2 separate regions of the Zea mays genome follow, and region 1 is linked to region 2. The links are chromatin contacts, called in public Hi-C maps. All regions are on one chromosome and are shown on one strand. Each heading gives the region's core, a stretch centred on a gene start, on an enhancer-like site or on the middle of the called end of the contact. The rest is flanking DNA. Distances are from core to core; before and after follow the strand shown.

What was found. A called contact is a pair of places that touch in the nucleus more often than the background predicts.
Region 1: a Hi-C map of ear shows a contact between it and region 2, with 4 times the contacts expected there. The contact joins the promoter of LOC100284348 here to the promoter of LOC103646318 in region 2. A contact is called at or near these places in 5 of 25 Hi-C or Micro-C datasets (ear, leaf and tassel).

What each region holds. Positions count from the first base shown.
Region 1 is chr2:39,654,140-39,659,369 of Zm-B73-REFERENCE-NAM-5.0, reverse strand. It overlaps LOC100284348 (Bowman-Birk type bran trypsin inhibitor), which reads left to right and starts at 3,600. Exons shown (of 2, transcript NM_001157243.2): 1 at 3,600-3,659; 2 at 3,836-4,691. The coding sequence starts at 3,875. The coding sequence ends at 4,414.
Region 2 is chr2:39,408,730-39,413,749 of Zm-B73-REFERENCE-NAM-5.0, reverse strand. LOC103646318 (protein FAR1-RELATED SEQUENCE 6) reads left to right here and starts at 1,413. Exons shown (of 3, transcript XM_008671049.3): 1 at 1,413-1,647.

The DNA of each region.
Region 1 (5,230 bases), core at 2,351-4,850, 240 kb before region 2:
TCCGCGGCTAGGGCCCGGACGGTCCGCGACCCTCCAACGGTCGATTCTGACATCTTCAACGGATACTTCTGATAGATCAATGGTTAGATCAACGGCTATCTGCCTCGGTGACACCACGCGGACGGTCTGCCCTTGGTCCCGGACGGTCCGCGCCAGCTATATAATTCCTTTTGCTCAACTTGTCACCTTCGGGCTGAACCAGGTCTTCACTTGCGGACTGTCCGTGAATTATAGCCGGACGGTCCGCGCATTGTAGCTGGACGGTCCGCGGTTTAGTCGGACTATCCCTGATTTGTAGTTCCTGGTCGAAGTCAAAGTAGTGTCGCGGACGGTCCGCCGCAAGGGCCCGGACGGTCCGCTCTTGGCCTGATTTTCCAAAAAGTTTCTCCTGTCCGGAATAATCTACGGTATTCCGGACAGTCGATTTAGTATAGTTGTAGATGAACCTTTGGCACCTGTAGAGCATATAATCTAGAGCAAACTAGTTAGTCCAATTATTTGTGTTGGGCAATTCAACCACCAAAATCATTTAGGAAAAGGTTTGAGCCTATTTCCCTTTCATATATGTTTTCATAATTCCATCTGAAAGCCAATAAAAGCAGGTCTAGGAGTGCTTTTACTTTTACATTGTGAGAAAGACAACTTTTAGAAAAAGCTACTTCCTGGATCAAACCTTTTGGTTTGGCTTTTGACTTTTAGGGGCAAAATCCAAATCCAAAAACCAAACCAAACACACACTAATAGTGTAGACCTTCTCTATGTTGGCATCGATCCTCGGCGAGACACCACGAAACTAAGGAACTTGTCTGAAGATACCCTGTAGCTATACTTCTCTATTGAGCATCAGGCAGGTTTGATGAAGACACTAAAAACGCCAGTCAGGTCATAGAGGATTGAAGCACTATGACAGGACTTAACCATGATATCATATGTATTATACTAGGTGTGTGCCCGTGCGTTGCAACGGAAACATATAATACCATGGGTAACTTATGTAAGCTGGGGATGAGCATCGACGCATATTTGACCGGATCTTTTTCTTCCTTGGGGATCTGGGAGTGTTGCAACGGGAACATATAATATCATTGGTAACTTATTTATCAATTTAGGTGGGGCAGCAGGCTGCTGCGCTCTTGGGAGAGCAGCCCGTCTACCACGCCGTATAGCGTACCATTGGCTGCGGGGCCGCCATGCCCTCAGTGGCGCTGCCCGGCAAGGAGGGTGGGTATTTGGGGGAGTATCGGCGAAGTATTACTCAGATCATCTAACCAACTCAGCTAAGTTCCAGTGAACACAACTGAAGCCGCGTGTATTCCGTTTCATCATCGATCATATGCATTATTATATACAAGTTAATGCAGTATATATACTACTTTCTACCCACCCAATTCTCCTAATAATATGCATTCACAGTAAATACAACAATCTCCTAGCAACAAAAACCTTAAAAACGGATGTATTCCTGAGCGCGTCACTTGTAGGCGTGGATGTAGTCTTGGAAGTAGAAGTTCTGGATGAAGTTGGCAAGCCAGCGGGAGGCAGCGAAGCACAACACGGCTGCCAACACGACCGCGGCCCTCTGAACAGTCGACGTGAGGACCGTTCCCTTGGCGACGGCAAGGAACCCGACGACGGCGACCGAGGCCACCTGCAGGGCAGCCTCGAGCGCCTTCATGGCCTTGAGCGCCGCGTTGCAGCTCCTGCACTGCACCACGCGCGACCAGTACCTGCCATGAGCGTTCACAGTTATATGTTTCCGTTGCAACGTATGGGCGCACACCTAGTTCAGTGATAAAAATGATTCGGGAGAAAAAAAGCTCCAGCATATCCGCTTTCTAAGTCTTATTTCGTTTTTAATTTTCCCTTGAAACCCCTTGATTACGTGGGACCCAAACTGTTATGATAATATATATTGAGATGCGAAAGTATTAATTGTCATTCCATGCTCTTAATAGCATCTTTTATAGACTCTTGTTCTATGCTCTTGCTAGCACTAATTGAGACAAATTATTCGATAAAATATTTGTGCACAATGATTCGAATAACACATATATTATCATAGACTTCAATATCTCACAAATTATGTCAACAACCAATCTCTACTACAAAGCATCACTTTACACATGCTGTGGTGGAACTCATAAGTTCGTTTCACAATCAGAATAGCATTACCTAAAATCCGATTCTTACGATGGCTGATGGTATAAAGTTACAAAAGTTTAGAGGGAAACAGAGGCTCCACGGTAGTGTTAGGCACGAAGTTTAAGATAGCCTTCTGAACAGACCTCACATGCAGGGCTACAAATCTTACTGGAAAAACAAGAGTTTGCTACAAATCATATATGCTACTGTAGCAAATTATTAAAGGTCGACCACACATGTATGATGTATGCCACCCACCCACCCGTCCATGCATATGCACACCGACAATTTATGCCAATCGCGTAATTTTGGAAGAACATGATGACTTGTGCTCTCAAATCCTTGGTCCTTGCTGTTCTTAAGTATAGAACTATAGTTCACTTCTGTATTCTCATTTCTCTGTTAGGATTGGGGAACAATTGAAAGATCGTACCGCAAGTGCATCTATCGTACTACAAAATACCTAGCATGATTCATGATCTATGATTACTACCTTAGCTAAGTTCTTATCTCCTCTACGAAGACATTAGTACTACTACTAAGTAGGATTTGAGCTTGCTAGGCATCATGCGTCCATCCACAATATTTCTAGATGAAATAGATGCCATTACACTAGTATAGAGAAGCTCTATAGTGGCGATAGTGAATCTATTTTCACTGGCGTTTTTTAAACCACCGGTGCTAGAGACCAGTATAAGTCATCATTTTTACAAGCGGGTAACTGAGGACCGTCAGTGGAAATCGATTTCCACTGACGGTTGAGCTAAGAAAACCGCCAGTAAAAATCGATTTCTACTTGCGGTCGACGTAATAAAATCGTAAGTGAAAATTATTTTCAAAAAAATAAAACAGGTTTTAAAAACAATAAAAATAGCATAGACGGTTGATAACCGGATTCGTCTGTAAAAATATACCGTACCACATGCTTTGAGCCTTTTTTTCTACTAGTGTTATCAGTCAGCTGCGTGTGTCACACACACTCTGGGTTATGTTTTTATTGTATTTCATGTTGCTTGTGGTCTAATTGCTCTCGCAAATGTAGATTTTATTGTAATTCTAAAATGATGTTAACACTGTTTAATATTTTTTAATTTAATAAGCTATGAACTGTATATTGTTGTAATATTTATATTTTATATGGTTCAAATATATAGGCCAGACTTAATTCGCCACGCCAACGAAGTCACAACATATTTTAAGTCCGAACTGCATTACTGTTTCTACTCTTTAAGCTGATATGACATAACTTAAAAGTTTTTTAGTCTTCTTAGTCTAAGGGGGTGTTTGGTTTCTAGGGACTAATGTTTAGTCCCTTTATTTTATTCCATTTTAATCTATAATTTTAGAACTAAAATTGAATAAAATGTAGGGACTAAACATTAGTCCCTAAAAACCAAACACCCCCTAAATCTATTTAGTCCAAATCACGATGGATCTGGCCTGGACCGGCCCGTCCTGGCCCGATTCCCAGCTGCGAGCTGGACTGACCAGGAACCACACATGCAACCAAACCACTCGTATGTACTCGTACAGTCGTACTCTATATGTTACTGTAGCAAATTATTAAAGGTTGAGCACACACATGAATGCCACCCGTCCATACATATCCACTAGGGCGGTAGGGCCACACGTATGGATGGGTGTATTTATTTCCATGCGCCTGCGAATGAATAATCATCAGCAACAACTTCAGGCTTGGAGAAAGAAGAAAGGCATAGCAGCGGGCAGCGGCATGGGCACCAGCCCCGTCATCCCTGCGACGATGCTCTTCGTCGCTCTTCTTGTCGCTGTCTGCTTCGGCGCCACCGCCGCCAGGTCCAGCCACGCCCGCCACACCGACGCCGACGACGCGATTCGTCTCCCCAGCAGCTTTGGCGCTGGTGGTCGACCGTGGAATTGCTGCGACTCCGCTATCAAGGACGCCTCCCTGCCGGCGTGGCGCTGCAACGACGTGGTGGACAAGTGCTCCGCCGACTGCCAGGACTGCGAGGCGTCGCCGGCCGGCGACGGCTTCGTCTGCGGTGACTTTATCTTAAGCCTGACCGAGCCCCCGGTCTGCACACCGAGGCCGTGGGACTGCTGCGACAGCGTGGCCTGCACAAGGGACTACATCCCCAACTGCATGTGCCTGGACAAGGTGGAGTCGTGCTCGAGCAACTGCGAACGGTGCGAGTTTCTGTATCATTCGGACCCTCCTCGCTTCCAATGCCGAGACATCTTCCACGGCTATCCTGGTCCCAAGTGCAGGACATGGATCAGTACGAGCAACTAGCTCAGCTCAGCTACTTGCTAAAAGTAGCGTAGCGCAGCGCGCGCGGCTACTTGCTAGTATACGTACGTCCACAAATAAAAATAAAAGTGGCTAGCGTACAAAGCTAACATCTGGTTGTTCGTCCCGACATGGACGATTAGCCTAGCTCGATCGCTAGCTGCTGCCACTCTCGTTCGATTTAATTTCATCCCCATGTGTGGCGGTGTAGGGAGTGTGGATATGATCATCCAATAAAGTAGTCTACTGAAAATGAATAGTCGTTGATCATATTAATATACATCCATCTCATTTTGTTCACTATGTTATTCGAAAATAATACTCCCTCCATTTCATTTTAGTTGTCGTTGGATAGTGCAAATTGAACTATCCAGCGACAACTAAAAAAACGGAGGGAGTAATTTTTTCGTTGTTCCAGGATCAGCTCAGCGTTGAGGGTGTTTATTACTAGTTCGGAACCGACTATAGAGCCAATTAGTGCACGTAAAACCTGAAACTGCTGCACGGTACTCTAAATATAAGATACAATTAAAATACAATATAATATAGTGGATGTGTGTAATATCCAATTTGTAAACAATAAGAAAAGAGTTGATCTCATCATATGTTTTGCCCTCTACTTATTGGAACATATGAACAACCATATTTAAAGCGAATAATTAACTAATGATATAAAAAATAATACATGCATCATGCTAGAGTTTATATGTTTGTGCATCTATAAATAATAATAATATTAATAAAAACATATTAGTGCCAAATTGGGATGTAAGACCAAACTTGCCATTTAGAAATTGAAAATGATATAAAGAATAAGGG
Region 2 (5,020 bases), core at 164-2,663:
ACCATCTAAGTTTTTACATCTCAGATTGGCTAATTAGCAGTAAAACCACACTTGGCAAAATAATATTTATTACATGTTTAAACATCTAATGAGCATTAGAATTAAAGAGATACTATGAAAATCAGTCATTCAACCATCACAAAAAATCTACCTCTTTAAAGCACGATTTTCGTGAGTCGTGTGTCATGTACGAAGTGTGTATGGAGTATATCTGTTTTTCTCCTCCATGTCTCATCTAACAATCAGACAGTTACCTGCCAGACGGGCCATGAGAAAACACTCAAGCCCAATATGACACGAAGCCGCATGCAACGCATCGTTCTCGGATAGTTTCACCTTGCTAATTGAGGGAGGACAAGCGACCGAGCGAGCTATTAAAAAGTGACAAGTCTTTTTTCAACTCATATCTTTCTCGGCCTTTTAGCTAAGATAAAATATAATATCCACATTTTTATATCTTATATGTGGGCTATATATCCACTTTAATTTTAAATTTATTTTTTTGTGTGGAGGATCACTTTAATTTCAAATTTATTTCTTGTGGGATGGTCAATCACACTGATTTACTATTGTTGTACCGTCACAACACACGAACATTATACTATATATGTAAAAAAACTTAAAATTAATATTCTAGGACTTATTGAACACCCATGCGCAAAGACTACATCAAGCTCTAATAACTAATTATTTTAGGGTTAATTAGAAATATGTCACTCCAAAAAGTTAGAAACTAGTGCATTTTTATGGCACTCTATGACATCAAAATGAACTAATTATCTAAATTTGTAAAAGTTGAGTGACATGTATACAATTAACGCATTATTTTACGGATCCCCACGAGTGGAATTTGAACACACGAAACCAGTGGCCACCCTCATCCTTGTGCGTGACAGTGTGAGCCATCCCTACGTACCATACAGTACCTTACCTTTATGTGAGGTCTCCACCTCAAGAATTTTAGGTTCATTCTAGCTTATTCTATCTAAATAGGTTAATTTCATGAGCTCTAGCTTCAAAAAAACTAGAGGTCAGTTTCATAAAATTTTTGAATGTCCTTAAAAGGTGCTTGAAAAACATTGTTTTCATACCTCTACATAAAATTGCACAAAAATTAACCACCATACCTTGATTACATGATCTACTGATTCATGTCTCTTTCTCCACCCACTAATTATCAAGGACAATTAAAGAAACTCGCACAAACTAATTGTATTACAAAAATTAGAGTCTATTTGGAGCCAAAACTCTTGAACCCTAATTTACCCATCTGTTGAAGTTGTTTTATGATAAAATTAGAAAACCGAAACTGTAATTCTTGAAATGAAGACCCTGGCCATTGTGCCACAAGCCCACAACACGTTGAGATCGGTTGGGCTTTAACCAGTAGCAAATTTTTTTTTCCAAAAAAAGTCCATCTCAAGCCCAAGCCCAACCGTCTACCACCTCCTCGATCCCGTCTCCCTCGCGTCGCGTTCCTCGTCCGTTCGCCGCCGCCGTCTGCCTCGCACCGCTGACTGTGCCCCAGCCCAGATCGATCCTCCACAGCAGATAGGGGGGGGGGGGGGGGGGGGGGGTCTCTCTCTCTGTCTGCGACGACTGGGTGGTCTACCGCCGTTGTCTTCTCCGGCGAAGAGCGCCCACCAGGTACTCCCCCCTCTTCCCTATCTGCTGTGCGAAACCGACTTTTCAAAATCTAACCTCAAGCTATTTGATTGATGCCTACTAACTTCTAACTTACTACAAAAACTATTGGGTTGCCCATTACTATATCTGCCCTGGTGCTATTGTTGATGAAGATAGGTTTCCATGTACATTAAGGTGTCGTTTGGTTGTATCATTTGTAAATGTAAACGCAAATGGTAATGGAACTGACCGCTAATGGAAACATATTAAACAATACTGACTTTGTTTGAGTAAAATACATTTCCGGCCTTAAACTTGTCGCCCTATGTCAGACTGGTCTATAAACTTTTAAAGTGTGCCAGTCCAGTCCTTAATCGGTCGTGATTGACATGTGGACCCACATGTCAGCCTATGTCAGCCTGTGTATCTTTTTTGTCTCTCTTTTTCCGCATGTCTGGTGAGGGAGAACTGAGAAAAGAGAATACACAGGCTGACATGTGGGGTCCACATGTAAACCACGACCCGTTTGGACCTAACTGAGATCCAAACAACAATTAAGGACCAGACTGACACACTTTAAAAGTTTATGGACCGGAATGACACGGGGCAACAAGTTTATCGACTTTGTTTGGTTCCATCGATAATGAAATCAGATAACAGAGACTGAGAGCTCGTCTTCCTCATCTACGGGAACTCAAGACACTGTGTCGTTGATGGTATACTGCCGGTTGCATCTGTAGGACAGGGTCCATGAGACGCTGCCCAGTGTCACGCCGACGCTGGCGACCAACAGCCCTCTCAGCTGCACCACTTAGGCAATCGGGCTCCCTCATCTGCGCACGCATGGCATGACTTTGGCTGCAGGCGCTGCTGCCGTGCATCCACGCACACTGCTACACCGGTGGGGTGAAGCATGGTGACCTGCTAAGCTTGCCTTCCATGGCAGATCTGAAGAACAAACTAGTTTAGGGTTGGGAGAAGAAGATCAGAAAGATGTGAAAAGATGGAGAAAGAGCGCAGGCTCCCTTACCCAGCAATGATCCGATGGATGCAGCACATTGCTGCATGGCTGTGGCAGAGACTATGCGTTAAGGGTTTGTCGCTTTTGCTGACTCATCATCTGTTGGCACTTGGCAGGCATGCTGACAGTTGATTATTAACTCTGGAAAGTGCGTGGTATGCACTTTACACTAGCTGGTAACAGGTACGCCATGACCTGATTATTTCCCATCTAAAACAAACATAAACTAATTATACGGGATATCCCTATAAACAGATCACGGAGCAAAGCAGTCAAACCAAACAGCACCAAGTGTGGAACTGAAATACCATATAAATTGTTTTGTTAAACACTTTATTTACTTTTGTTGTCTGTCAGTATGTGCCCCGGTGTTGGTGGTTTAGGCCCTTAGTTGGTGACCTGGCCGTGCTAATTCACCAGATCCGCCGTTCTTCAATGGTACCACCCATGACCCGAATTTGACCCGCCTCTATCTGTTCCCCATAAGGCCCTGTTCGTTTTCTATAAATCCATATGGATTGAGGGGGATCAACTCCCCTACAAGTTAAAATCCTCTCCAATCCCTTTCAATCCCCCTCAGTCCATATGGTTTAGGGATGAAACGAACATGGCCTAAGGCTGTGGTAATAGTTTTGATTCCACTCTAGTGTTTATGTTCCATAGGAACTTAGATTCTATGTATAAACCATGACAAGAATAGTGTCATTCCCATCACTTTCTTCTATTTATAATGCTCTTCCTTTCCTGACCATACTAGTTGAAAGTTCAAAGGCTTGTATTGTCTTGATCTACAAAAACAATCCGGCATTGTGGTGTTATCCCATATATATGTAAGGTTTTTGGTACAAAAAATAGCATGATCATGGAATTTCTCTAGTATTCATGCATTTTTATTTATTTTTTTATCAAGCCCTGCCCTCTACTTGCGATAACTTATCTATCAAGTGTCTGTGTCACTACAAATGAAAATACCGTGCTACATTTGTTTGTTACAAAGGCGGCATAGCTAGGATTAAGCCTGGCCTCAAAGCTCGAAGGAGGCTTGTTGCAAGGACTGGTTGCAAAGCAATGATGGTAGTGAAGTTTAATGCCAGTGACCTGGCCGTGCTAATTCACCAGATCCGCCGTTCTTCAATGGTACCCCCATGACCCGAATTTGACCCGCCTCTGTCTGTTCCTCATAAGGCCCTGTTCGTTTTCTATAAATCCATATGGATTGAGGAGGATCAACTCCCCTACAAGTTAAAATCCTCTCCAATCTCTTTCGATCCCCCTCAATCCATATGGTTTAGGGATGAAACGAACATGGCCTAAGGCTGTGGTAATAGTTTTGGTTCCACTCTAGTGTTTATGTTCCATAGGAACTTAGAGTCTATGTATAAACCATAACAAGAATAGTGTCATTCCCATCACTTTCTTCTATTTATAATGCTCTTCCTTTCCTGACCATACTAGTTGAAAGTTCAAAGGCTTGTATTGTCTTGATCTACGAAAACAATCTGGCATTGTGGTGTTATCCCATATATATGTAAGGTTTTTGGTACAAAAAATAGCATGATCATGGAATTTCTCTACTATTCATGCATTTTTATTTTTTTTTATCAAGCCCTGCCCTCTACTTGTGATAACTTATCTATCAAGTGTCTGTGTCACTACAAATGAAATTTCACTCATAATTATCCAACTTATGTTTGCAAGACAGCTATGCATGTACGACCCTTTAGAGCAGTCGGATAGTATCATAGTACACTAGTACATACCATACTGCACTCTCTCAGGCTTTATGTTCATATAAAAGTAAATTTCTCATTTGGAAAGTTAAAACTGCCTCTGCGTGAAAGTGTGACATTCACTAATTGGAAATTTCTTATGAATATTTGAACCTAATCCAGGCCCAGCGCAATCATGAATCCAAAAGCAACCTTTTTCCAAATCCATTGAATCCAAAAGCACTTAAATGCCTTTATTTTCTTAGTTGTGATTGATTTTTGATTCTTAGTGTTTGATTTGGTAGTTACTCACAACTGCATCATGTTTTGTTCAGGAAGGATTGGTAATTGGATGAAATTGAGTTTGCGCCCCAGTTTTGGGAGGTATTGACAATGAATTGGGTTTACTCCCATAGTTTCCCACTTTCCATCTCTCTTTTTTGCCAACAGAAGAGGAAAGCAAATGTCCTTTGACGTCTAAATCATCAGGAATGATATTTCGCACACAATTCATCAATATGTTAGATTATTGTTCTTTGTGATTCGAGACATTCAGAATGGATTTGATCCTGGGGAAAATTGGAACGCTATGCTTTCACATAATCCCATTAAAATGTCTATGTATGATTTTAGTTTGTGGTGCTATTTGCTGTTATAAGTTAAA